2 separate regions of the Mus musculus genome follow, and region 1 is linked to region 2. Evidence: chromatin contacts called from public promoter capture Hi-C data. All regions are on one chromosome and are shown on one strand. The core of a region is the stretch at or near the end of the contact, and the rest is flanking DNA. Distances in the headings are between cores, read along the strand shown. Region 1 holds the start of Dtymk (deoxythymidylate kinase). Region 2 holds the start of Erfe (erythroferrone).

Region 1 (6,035 bases), core at 1,689-4,188, 2.4 Mb after region 2:
GAGAAACTCCTTAAAGGAAAGTGAGAATGAAGGAGAGAGAACCTGGATGCCCTTGGGTTTGATAACACCAAAAATCAAAGTAATTCGAGAACTGACAGCCTTGGAAAATGTAGCTGTGCCATGTAAGAGACAAGCCATAGAACGGGAGACAGGATGTATAAAAGGCATAGCTGAGGGCTGCAGAGATGGCTCAGAGGTTAAGAGCATTGCCTGCTCTTGCAGAGGTCCTGAGTTCAATTCCCAGCACCTACACGATGGCTCACAATTATCTGTAATGGGATCTGGCACCCTCTTCTGGCCTGTAGGCCAGAAGCTGTATGTGTAATAAATAAGTGTAAGAAACAAAAAGAAAGAAAAGCAATCCAGACAATAAAAAAAAAAAAAAAAAGCATATCTGACAAAGGACAGACATACAAAGTATATTCTCTGCAAATGCAACAATACAACAACACAACACCAGCTAACTTAGCTGGGTGGTGGTGGCACATGCCTTTAATCCCAGCACTCAGGAGGCAGTGGCAGGTAGGATGTCTGTGAGTTCAAGGCCAGACTGGTCTACAGAGTGAGTTCCAGGACAGCCAAGGCTACACTGAGAAACTTCATCTAGGAAAAAAAGAGAAGAAAATGAAAATAGCTAGCACTTAAAAGGCTGAGAAGGAAGGGTTATCGTTACTTAGAGGACACTCTGAGCTACAGAGGGGACCAAGTATCTTAAAAACAAAGACAAAAAACAAAAGGCTGGGGGCTGGAGATGTGGCTCTATGGATAAACTGTTTGCCATATAACAGGAAGACTGGGGTTTGGATTTCTAGTACCCCAGAACCCAGATATAAGCCAGCAGGAAGAAAGACATTTAGGGAGACAGACAGGACCCAGAAGCACAAAGGCCAGTGTATCCCAAAATTATCTCAGCTAGGCATGAGGCCAGCCTGGTCTATAAGGCAAGTTCCAGGATAGTCAGGGCTGTTATGTAGGGAAACCTAGTATCAAAAAAAAAACAAAACCAAAAACCAAACCAAACCAAAAAAAAAAAAAAAAAACTTTTAATAAAACAAAACAAGCCGGGTGTGGTGGTGCACGCCTTTAATCCCAGGCAGAGGCAGGCAGATTTCTGAGTTCAAAGTCAGCCTGGTCTACAAAGTGAGTTCTAGGACAGCCAGGGCTATACAGAGAAACCCTGTCTCGAAAAAACAAAAACAAACAAAACAAAACAAACCTTGCCTCAGCAGTTAAAAGCACTTACTGCTCTTGCCAAGGACCCAGGTTTGGTTCCCAGAACTCACATGACAGCTTACAACTCTCAGTAACTCTAGTTACAGGAGTTGTCTTCCTTGGGCAGCAGGTATGCATGAGGTGCACATACAGGTAGCCATTTATATTACACAAAAACGAATACATATTTTTTATGAGGCCAGCCTGGTCTATAAGGCAAGTTCCAGGATAGTCAGGACTGTTATGTAGGGAAACCTAGTATCAAAAAAACAAAACCAAAAACCAAATCAAAAAAAAAACCTTTTAATAAAACAAAACAAGCCGGATGTGGTTAAATACGATGGTCAAATACGACGATGTTTTATCTCAAATACGGCGATTTTTTATCTCAAATACGACGATTTTTTATCTCAAATACGTCGATTTTTTTATCTCAAATACGGCGTCGAATGGTAGGGTAGAGGAAACCTCCCAAGCTGGCCTCTGGTCTCGACGTGCGGGTGTTTGCACACATGCCACACACAGGTGCTCGCACCCTTGCCACACACAAAAGTGTGCATGTTACAACCGGGGAGCAACGACGCAGGTCTTTACACTTGTTCCCAGCGGTTTGCAGAGAAGAGCAGGTGCACGGAGTGATCCTCTAGTTCCGTTTTCTTTTCCAAGTAGGAATTCAGAAGCTTGCCGATTTCCGTTGATCTTTCTAGAAAGACAAAGATACACTCGACTGAAGTCAGACTCTTCACCTGAAGTCTACAGGGGTTTGCACTTAAGTTCTCTCCTTGCACCTACACCTAACTTTCAACCTCCAGACAGCTTTGGACCATCTCTGAAGCCAAAGAAGTCTCCCCGAGAAAAGGAAGTAATGTACGTGCAAGTCTTGATTTCAAAAGTACTTGTAAGACTTTTGACTGGTTGGTTTGAAAATTAAAATATCCTGCAAAGTGGTTGTTCCAATTCCCAACCTACTTAATTTGTAGGATCAGGGGTTGGTGTCCAGTGTACAGGGCGCAAGGCCAAAAGTCAACCTTATGTTCCCTTTTCAGTACTTTTCCACCTTGTGTTTTCAGAGAGGAGCTTCTACCTGAAGCTCAGTTTTGGCTGAACTGGCTGGCTCACAAGTCCCAGGAACGAGTCCGTCTCACCTCTCCAGCGGTTGGATAAGCAACCGTACTAGGTTTTTTTTTTTTTTAACCTGGGAAACTAAACCCAGGCTCTCATTTCAGCCTGTATTTTATTAACTAAGCCATCTCCACCAGCCGGGCCCTCCCAAATCAATGACCAATGAAGAAAATGTCTTCCAGGCTTGTCTGCTGGCCAATCTGGTGGGGCCAGTTTTCTCAATTGAGGTAGCTTGAGTCAAACTGACATAGACTAGCCAGCACACGCATGCACAATAATAAATAAATAGATGTTCTAAAAGCTTTTAAAGATACTAAGACTACAACCCAAAGAGAGAGTGAGGGAATTCTCCAGGCCCACCCGCGCACCGGGGAAACGCAGCAGCTCCGCTCTGTGGCCCGAGGCGCACAGCGCGGTCACCAGCTTGAGGCCCTGCGTGGTCTTGCCAGCACGGTCCACACCCTCCAGCACGATGAGCGCTCCCCGACGCGACGCCATCGCCCGCACAGCACCGGTCAACTTGCCAGGTTCCCGCCAATGTTAGATGCAGCAGAAGCCCGGCGTGCACGGAAGCCCTGCCCTCTTCCGGTTGGAAAACGAATTCTGTGGCCTGCGGGGAACAGCTTCCGGACGTGACGTAATCTAGGCCCGGGAGTCTGCAGTTTAGCGAGCGCCAACTCGCGGAACTTCCGTTCGCCGCTCCCGAAGAGCACCAATCTTAAGGACTGTGGTTGCGCAGGCTCTGGTCACGTGGAAGTTCGAGACCTGTAACGGAATCAAATTTTTATGCCCCTAAGCGCGCTACTGAAGGGTTCTAAAAGTTTCTTATCACACACACACCTGCGCGCGTACAGGAGCCATGTGATGATCAGGCTCTGAAAGGAGTTAAGGATAGGAACATCGACCCCCAAGATGTACTTTCTGCAGCATTTTCGAACCGCTCAGGAATTTTCCTTGTCGTTTTAGTGTAAGTTGGTGGAAGGAAATGGGTTTATTTGCAGCGTGGGCAGAATTGAAACCACCCCCCCCCCTTTTAAATTCCTTTCCCCCTAGCAGTGTTTTTACAGACAAAATAAAGTCAGGGAAAATACATGAGCAGGAGGCGGGCAAATCTCTGTGAGTCTGAGGCCACTTACATAGTTTCAGGCCAGCCAGGGATACATTGTGAGACCCAGGCTCAAAAACCCAAACAACAGTACTCTAGAGGAAGAGAAAAAAGGATCCGCAGTCAAAGGCTGGGCTGGGTTATGTTTTGCCTAATGAACAAAGATTCCATACCCAGCACAGAATAAATTGGATATAGTGAGTGACATAGCCTATAAACCCAACATTTGGGAGGTAGATCAAGGTTTATGCAAACATTTGAACTAACACCCAAAGAAGTGACACAGATGCCAGACACATATGTAAAAATGTGCAACACAAACATATTGTTAGGAATCATGAATTAAGATAATTTCACCTCTTCGAGAATAGCCCAAATCTACAATTCTAACCCTTCATCATGCTGGTGAGGACGTGGAGCGAAGGAGACTGTCAGTGCAGAGGAGAAGGCAAAAACGGTGTGGAAGATAGCTTGGCTGTTTCTCAAGAAAGCACTCTACTTTTAACATGAAGTCAATATTTACCCAAATGGGTTGGAAACTATGTCTGCACACAAATGATTGTATCAGCTCTAGCCACATTTGCCTAAATATGGAAGCAGCTAAGATGTCCTCCAACACGCAAACTGATAAACTGGTAATTACACAGTGAAATAATTTTGAAGTAAAAAGTGAATTATCAGTTACTTACTAGGACATGGAGGAACCTGAACTGTATAATGATAAATGCAGCCAGTCTGAAAAGACTGTGTACTGTAAAATGCAACTACATGGCATGTTAGCAAAGCAATACTACAGAGACTCTAAAACGTTTATTGGTTACAAGTATGCGTGTGTGTGTGTGCGCGCGCTATTGTAATAGACCAAAAGAATTAAAGGCAGTGAAAAATATTCTTCAGGATGCTATAAGGGGGATACTTAATACTTCTCAGAAATATTAGAGCCCACCAAGAGTGGACTCTGGTAAACCCTGGATTTTAGTTATATTGTTTCATTAACTGTAACAGAGTTGCCGTAGGAATGTAAAATGTATTTTTGCAGGCATCGAGGGGTGCGTGGCTTCTTCACGAAGTGCGAGTCAAAGCAACCGAGGTCCAGCGTGGGCACGCCCCCCTCGGGACCAGACAGCCACAAAGAGCATGGAAGTTAACCGATGCCTGTGAGGGGGTCTCCTTCCGGGAGGCCCCGTCAGCCAGGAGAAACCACAGGCAGCGGGTGTCTGAACAACGCGGGAAGAGCGGCAGGTGTCGGCTGGCAGGTTTGGCGCCAGCACACGTGCAAGCGGAGTCCCCTGCCAGGGCTTGGAATCCGGCTGGGCCAGAGACAGAGCTTCCACATTGCAAACTGCGAACCGAGCACATCGCCCATCCGCGTTCCCTCAGGGCAAGCCCCACAGCGCCGCCTGGCGACCACAGCCGGCCGGAAGCCTAGGGGTGGCCCCTGAGTTGCCCCGCCCACTTTCCGGCCAATCGGAGCACGCGGCTCATGAATAGTGAGCGCGCGGCGCCGCCCCGCCCCGAGTCCGCGGCACCGCCCGCTCGCGCAGACCCCGAGCGTGGCCGAGGCGAAGATGGCGACTGCCATGTACTTGGAGCACTATCTGGACAGTAAGCACTCTGGCCGAGCCGCCGCCCGCGCGGGTTCGCGCCGCCGCCGCCGCCCCCGGCCCACCGCGATCCGTGCGAGGCTCCGGGATGCGGAGGAGGATGGGGACTGATCATGGGGACTGTGGGGGCTCACGGCGGGTCTGGGGCGGGGCCGCAGATGGAGGGCGTGGGGCGCGGCGCGGGGTCCCGCCGCCTCCGCCGCGCCAATTCCAGGTGCGTCACGGAGGGGTGTGGCCTGGGGCTCAGCCCGCCTTCTCCGCTTCGGCCACACCCCCGACGCTGACCACGCCTCTGTTCCCGCCTCTCTACTTCGGTCTAGGTTGCGGGGAGGCCCGCCCCTTCTTCACCTGCGGCTTGTGGTGCTCAAATCCCTCTGTAGAGCCAAAGCCACTGTGTTTGCTTGTGGAGCTGTAGGAAGGAACTCTAGGCTAGTGGGGTGCCTTTTTCGAGGGAACTCGTGCTATCACGAGCCAGCCCGGTAAGGGAGGATGCTCTGTATAACGGGTTGACCTTTGACATCCCAGAAATTGGCAACTCCGTTTATTTATAGACCGTGAGATTGGCTCCCAGCAAGAACTCGGAGGAGGATTATTTCCCACTCTATAGTGGAAGAATTGAGACCCTTTGGAGGGAGGTAGATCAAGCCAGTGGGGCGCCCATTTTCTCCTTGGGCCTGGGCAGTGGGACTCCAAGGTGAACTATCTTTATTCTGATGTCCATCCAGTGGGCATTCTGAGGAGGGTTCAAGGAGAGTTCATTTCACTGCTGACATTGTGTGATGGCCCCTTTCTGCTCTCTCCACCTGCCCTGTGCCACCCATGCGTTGGCAAGAGCCCTATTTCTCTACAACTCACTGATTAGTTGGGGTACACACACACACACACACGCACATATATATACATATATATATATAGCTCCCAAGATTAAGGCATGGGGTAAATATAGATCCAGAAACTGCTGATAAAGGTCTCTCTATCTGAGAGTAGAGAGG
Region 2 (5,836 bases), core at 1,929-4,428:
AAACCAAAAAGAAAAAGAAAAAGAAAGAAAGAAAAAGGGAGTTAGAAAGGCCACACATCCCTGGGCGAGTGTGAGTGGGGGAATCCTGGAGTAGAGAGAGACACATGGTTCTCAGCATTGCTGAATTGTGCCTAACCTGGTCATTCTGGGGTCAGTGGCATAATTGGTGTTCCAAGAGGAAAGATCTTCCAGCTAGGGAGCTGGGAGTCTAATAAGTCTCCAACTGGGGGCCAGCTTCAAGGGTATCCAGCTGGTGGAGGTGAGCTGTGGAGATCCTAGGTGCTAGCAACAACAGGGCATCCTGACCACCACCAGCTTCCAGAGACCAGGGAAGAGGCAGATGCTGAGAGAACACAGATTTAGCTACAGTGTCTGGGGGTGTGTGTGTGGAAATGTCCCTAACTCTACTGTCCCCATCTCCTGTTAGCAGCCTGACAACCACCCTCTGACCAAAGCAATCAGAACATAGAGAGGGAAGACAAAACACTGGCAGAGTATTCTAAAGCCACCGTGGGGCCACAAAGTGAGCAGGAAGAGGGACAGCCACCAGCATAACACACAGAGACTGGAGCACACCAGACACTCAAGAGATCCTCCTGTCATGCAGGGGATGGCCACAAGGCACCCCAAGAATCATATCCCAGAATCCCTAGGAAAACAAGGACTCGGACATCTGAAGCTAGTGAGGACTTCTAGTTAGAATATAGAGTGCTCCACAGCACATAAAGCCTACAGGAGCATCCAGATCCCTCAGGAGAGCCCCCAGACCCTCCAGGAGCACTCAGAGCCTGAGGGAGCACTTAGATCCCTCAGATCCCTCCGACCCCTCAGGAGAGCACTCAGATCCTACGGGAGCACCCAGAGCCTTCAGGAGCACTTAGAGTCTGAGAGTACTTGAGCCCCCATGTCTCAGTGTTCTAATGCTGTGAAGAGACACCAGGACCAAATCAATATTTTTTAATGATTTACTTACTTATTTAATGTATATGAGTATACTGTAGCTGTCTTCAAACACACCAGAAGAAGGCATCAGATCCCCTTACAGATGGTTGTGAGCCACCATGTGGTTGCTGAGAATGGAACTCAGGAGAGAACAGCCAGTCCTCATAACTGCTGAGCCATCTCTCCAGCCACAACCAAGGCAATTCTTACAGAAAAAGGCACTTAATTGGGGGATTGCTTCTGGTTTAAGAGGTGCTGGGGCTTATCTGAGCTACATCCTGAGCTGCAGGCCAGAAAGACTGGGCCCAGCATGGGCTTTGAAACCTCAAGTCCACCCTACAAGGCAGCACCTCCTAATCCTTCTAATCCTTTCAAACAGTTCTATTCCCGATGACTAAGCATTCTAATATATGGGCCTATGGCAGCCATTGTTACTTAGACCACCACACCCTAGGAGCACTCAGAGCCCATAGGAGCACTCAAGGCCTACAGAGCTGCTGACTGCAAGACATGGTACCTGGGCCTGGATATGCCTTGGTTTGGGGACTCCTTGATTCTCCCAAGGTCTATCCCTCATTTTCCTCCTTTGTATGTTAGGGACAGTCACGTGATCCGAGTACTGATGGTCCATCCACGTTCAAGGCATACATAGCTAACGACACCACTGCTAGCTGCAGGTACTCTTGAGGCCGCACAGCCAGTCAGCCTCAGGCAGGCTCCCACTGTCTTTGAGTAAAGGGAAGATTTCATGCCCATGACCTCATCAGCCTACAGCCTTCCTTTGAAGAAAGAGGGACACGGAGAAAGCTTGGCTCATTGAACTGCCGGGAAGCTGGGTCAAGGCCATGACATGAGGTCCCAGGAATGAGGATTAGATTTCTGCCATGCAAGAAGGCACAGGGAGGTCACTCGCTGCTCTCCTGCCGGGCCCGACTCACTCAGAATGTTCACTCAGACCCAGGCACCACCACACTCAAGGGTCCCACTTCTGAATCAGAGATGCCACTCCTTTGAGGCTGTGGACCCTATGCTTAGCGCCCTGTGAGCTTTGCCATGCACTCCTGTCCTCCTGAGGACCTTGCTTTCAAACAGGACCCTGCAAACATGCGGGAACCTTTCCTGAATGGCTAGAGCTCTGGGGCTATGCGCCTGAACTGGACCGCGTCATTACCTTGAGCTAGGGTCCAGGAAGCCATGCCAGTACCAGAACTATTTGGATCTGGGCCCTCTGGAAGAACCCATGACATCACTAGGACAGTCCGTTGTTTGGGAAAATAACTACTTTCACATGGCAACAGATCTGGTTGTCAGCGCTCCAGCTGGGGCCCTCACTGTGAACAGAGCAGGGTCACTTGATATCTTAGGGTCATGCTTCCCAAATCAAGTCCCTTCTTTGGACTCCCTCTTCTAGCCTTTAAGGGCACCTGGACGCACACAATTTAAGATTAAAACAAATCAAGCAAGCAAGCAAACAAAGGAAAAAACAAAAAACAAAACAAAACAAAACAAAACAAAAAAAGAAACAAAGAAACCCAGGTGTGCTGCTTTATCTACAGCCAATGTAATGACAGCAGCTCAAGGCAGCTAGGCCTGCCTCTCTGGAGGAGAACCACCCAGAAAAGGCCTCCTCGCAGTTCATCCTTTAGGATTTGCCACATCTGTCCTGGTTGAATGCTCCGTGGTGGGCAGTGGGCAGCAGTCTGAGCTCCATCTGCCTGGCTTAGGACATCAGAGGGATCCGACCTTTCAGCCAGACTGGGTCAGTTCTCTGTAGCTGCTAGTAGCAGACTCCGTAGCTGGAGCCTGAGAGGTGCCAGCTGTGCAGATACATCCGGGGTGGGGAAGAGCAGGGAAACCTTAAAAGTGCTCCAGGTTCCCCAGCTTGAAAAGGAGGAGCCATAAGGGCTGCCATATTCTCAGGTACTCAACTTGTCATTAAGGCCTGGAACCATGAGAAAAGAAGAGACCCGGGGCGGGGGGAGGTCCTAAGAAGACGTGCAGAATGGTGCAGTGGGTGTCCTTAGAGAAAGGGGGGGGTGTCTTAGAAAGCCTCGGGTGCAGGGCTAGGAGAAGAGAAGCTAACCCTGGGCTACAGGCAGCAAAGTGGAGGCGTGCACGGACCGGATCGGGCGCCCGCCTCCTCAGGGTCCCCTGTGCCTGCAGAGCGTGCCCTAGCCGCGAGGGGGCGACGGCAGCGAGGGCGGCGCGCGCGAGGCGGGGGATTCAAGCGCGTTATAAGGCGCCGACCTGACCAGCCGTGCTCTTTACTGCCGCCGCCGCCGCCAGCATGGCCTCGACCCGCCGCCCCGTCGGAGCTCGCACGCTGCTCGCCTGCGCCAGCCTACTCGCCGCCATGGGCCTCGGTGTCCCTGAGTCCGCGGAGCCCGTGGGGACTCATGCACGCCCGCAGCCGCCCGGGGCCGAGCTGCCCGCCCCGCCAGCCAACAGCCCGCCGGTAAGACGCAGCCGCGCCCCACATCTTCCTGTCCCGGGGGGCCCTAAGACGGTGGGGAAGGTGGCACCCCTTGCTGCGCAGTGTCCAACACTGGGGATACGTCGCTCTCAGGGGCTCTGTGAGACCCAGGGTTGGGTGGATGCGTCCTCTGTACCGTGGCTTTGGCGGCAGAACTCCACTAGGCCAGTAGGAGAGATTGGGAAAGGTGTGAAATGCAGTTAACTTGCTCCTCGTGAAACTGGAAGACTGGTGAGAGAGCGGGGCTCCCAGATCTAGTTCCTTTTTGTTAGGTGACTGCGTCTGGGAAAGGAGTGATGTAACCAGGCTCTGCCTGCGATCCCTCCCAAGATCTCCACCTGAACTGCTGGGGTGGAGACGCAGGCTGGGGAGGGTGTGGCTAGAGGCCTGGGGAGGGTGGATTGGTAGCCTTCATTGGAGCTGGTCAGTCCTGTTGGTGAGAGTTCAGGGAAGAATTTCAGGGTCTAGTTGATCGCTCATGCTGTGGGCCAGGCACAAGGAAACCCCAGGCCAGCGCGCTCTTCAGTTCTCAGCACCCCAGGGGCCAACAAAACATCCACTAAGACAGCTGGAGATGGTTACAATACCTCCCTCTGCAAGGCATCCCTGGGTCCTTCCACCATCCCATTTCTGCCTCCTTTGGTGGGAGTAAACATGTCCTTGTTGTCTGAAGCCTCCCCCTGACCCCCAGCCATCAGCCTTCAAAACTTTCATGAGGTCCAGACATAGTCACCAGGAAGTGGGGAGTAGGCTGGACCTTCCCAGTGGAATGTTGGCCTTGAACCCTCTTTGGGAGGGGCAAGGTGTCACCAGTTCCCTGATAGCTGGAACCCAGCTCCCACTCCAACTCCTGGGGCCCCTGACCAACATGGCTCCATGTATTTTCGGTGCTGCCCTCAAGTTGACAGTGGTGCGAGTCTGTACACAGGCCACCGGTCCCCTGGAAGGGTCAGTACACCTGTTCTGACCTATAATGGAAGCACTGCACTGTGAGTGTCCACTGAGGGCATCAGACAGCAAGAAGCATAGAAGCCTCCATCATCCTGACACAGCAGCCTGGCCTGTGACCCACAAGACCCCGGTTTGGGTAGTTTTGAGATCCTGGGTCTTTCTGTCAGACACTGGAGTCTGTGCCCTTGACTTCTTCTAAGGCCTCTTGAATGGTTCATTCCTTTCCTAGCTGGTAGCCCTACATGGAACCCAGACCATTAGAGGCCTATTAACTGTCCTATTTGCCAAAGGCCTCTGCCAGGAAACAAGGCCACTCTCAGAGCTTGAATCCTTGGGCCAGTGTTTTAGAAAGCTGAGAAAAGTAAAGGCCTAGCTAGAGTCATGACATCCGGCTCCTCTGCCCCACTGCTCCCCATGCCCTGTGACCACAGTGGCCCTGAGGCTGGTCTCCCTGACACTTCTGACTGTGGGGAGGGACAAAATGACCTGTTGTCACCCAGTATTCATATATTCATAGTCACCTCCTAAGCAACTGTGGGTTCCAGTGACTGTCAAAGGACGGTGACACTCAAGGAAAAGCAAGAAGATACATCCCAGAGCACCTGCTTTGGAGCCCCACTCCTACCTTCCTGCAGCCTGGGCTCCCTCCTCCATGGGCTGGGGATGGGTCGGACACTACCTCTGAAAACACAAGTGACAAGGGCAAGATGCTACCAAGCAAACCTACTGTGGCCATCTGTGTTCCAGGAACCCACCATTGCGCATGCACACAGTGTGGATCCCCGGGATGCTTGGATGCTGTTCGTCAAGCAGAGTGACAAGGGGATCAACAGTAAGAGGAGGAGCAAAGCCAGGAGGCTGAAGGTGAGCAGCTTGGGCCCACCACCTCCCCGAGCCCCTAGTACCCTTTCCAACAGCAGAAGCCATGGAAAGAAACAAGGATCAAGTATGAAGCTGGCGTCCAGCAAGTCAGGAGTTAGGAGCCCTCAGGATGCCAGGTCCTCCCCAGATTTCCCTTCATGGCCAGAGGGAGAAGCTCACCCAACATATGCTAAGGAGTTGGGTTGGCTTCGGGCTGCTGGAATGGTACAGGATGGGAGCCTCTCAGTATGGCCCTGGCTTGGGCAGGAAGCTGGCACTTGGACCTGATGACTGACTCCTGCATTGAGTTCCTCCAAGTAACTCTGGATCCAGGCTGGGCTTCAGTGTGTGTTGTGTTTCTCTATTGAGGGTCAGCCTTACCTGCCCAGGATCTGACCCATTCACTGGGCCTGGGTGTGTGTATGTGTGTGTGGTCAGCCCTGCCCCCTTAGGCTACCTGGCCTTGCTTAGGCTTCTCTATGCAGGAGCTTGCCTCCTTCCCTTAGGTCCTGACCCAGACCAGTATAAACTCCCAAGTGCAGTGGAGACTTGTTGTTGTGTCTCAGGCCAGACTGAGATTCACGTCCCCAGAAGCAGCCTGGGTGGTCT

Evidence for each region. Promoter capture Hi-C pulls out the DNA fragments that hold promoters and counts their contacts.
Region 1: a promoter capture Hi-C map of liver shows a contact between it and region 2, with 4 times the contacts expected there. The contact joins the promoter of Dtymk here to the promoter of Erfe in region 2.

What each region holds. Positions count from the first base shown.
Region 1 is chr1:93,798,996-93,805,030 of GRCm38.p6, forward strand. It overlaps Dtymk (deoxythymidylate kinase), which reads right to left and starts at 2,939. Exons shown (of 5, transcript NM_001105667.1): 1 at 2,703-2,939; 2 at 1,807-1,915. The coding sequence starts at 2,832. Ing5 (inhibitor of growth family, member 5) reads left to right here and starts at 4,970. Exons shown (of 8, transcript NM_025454.2): 1 at 4,970-5,044. The coding sequence starts at 5,008.
Region 2 is chr1:91,363,252-91,369,087 of GRCm38.p6, forward strand. Erfe (erythroferrone) reads left to right here and starts at 3,179. Exons shown (of 8, transcript NM_173395.2): 1 at 3,179-3,397; 2 at 5,114-5,230. The coding sequence starts at 3,230.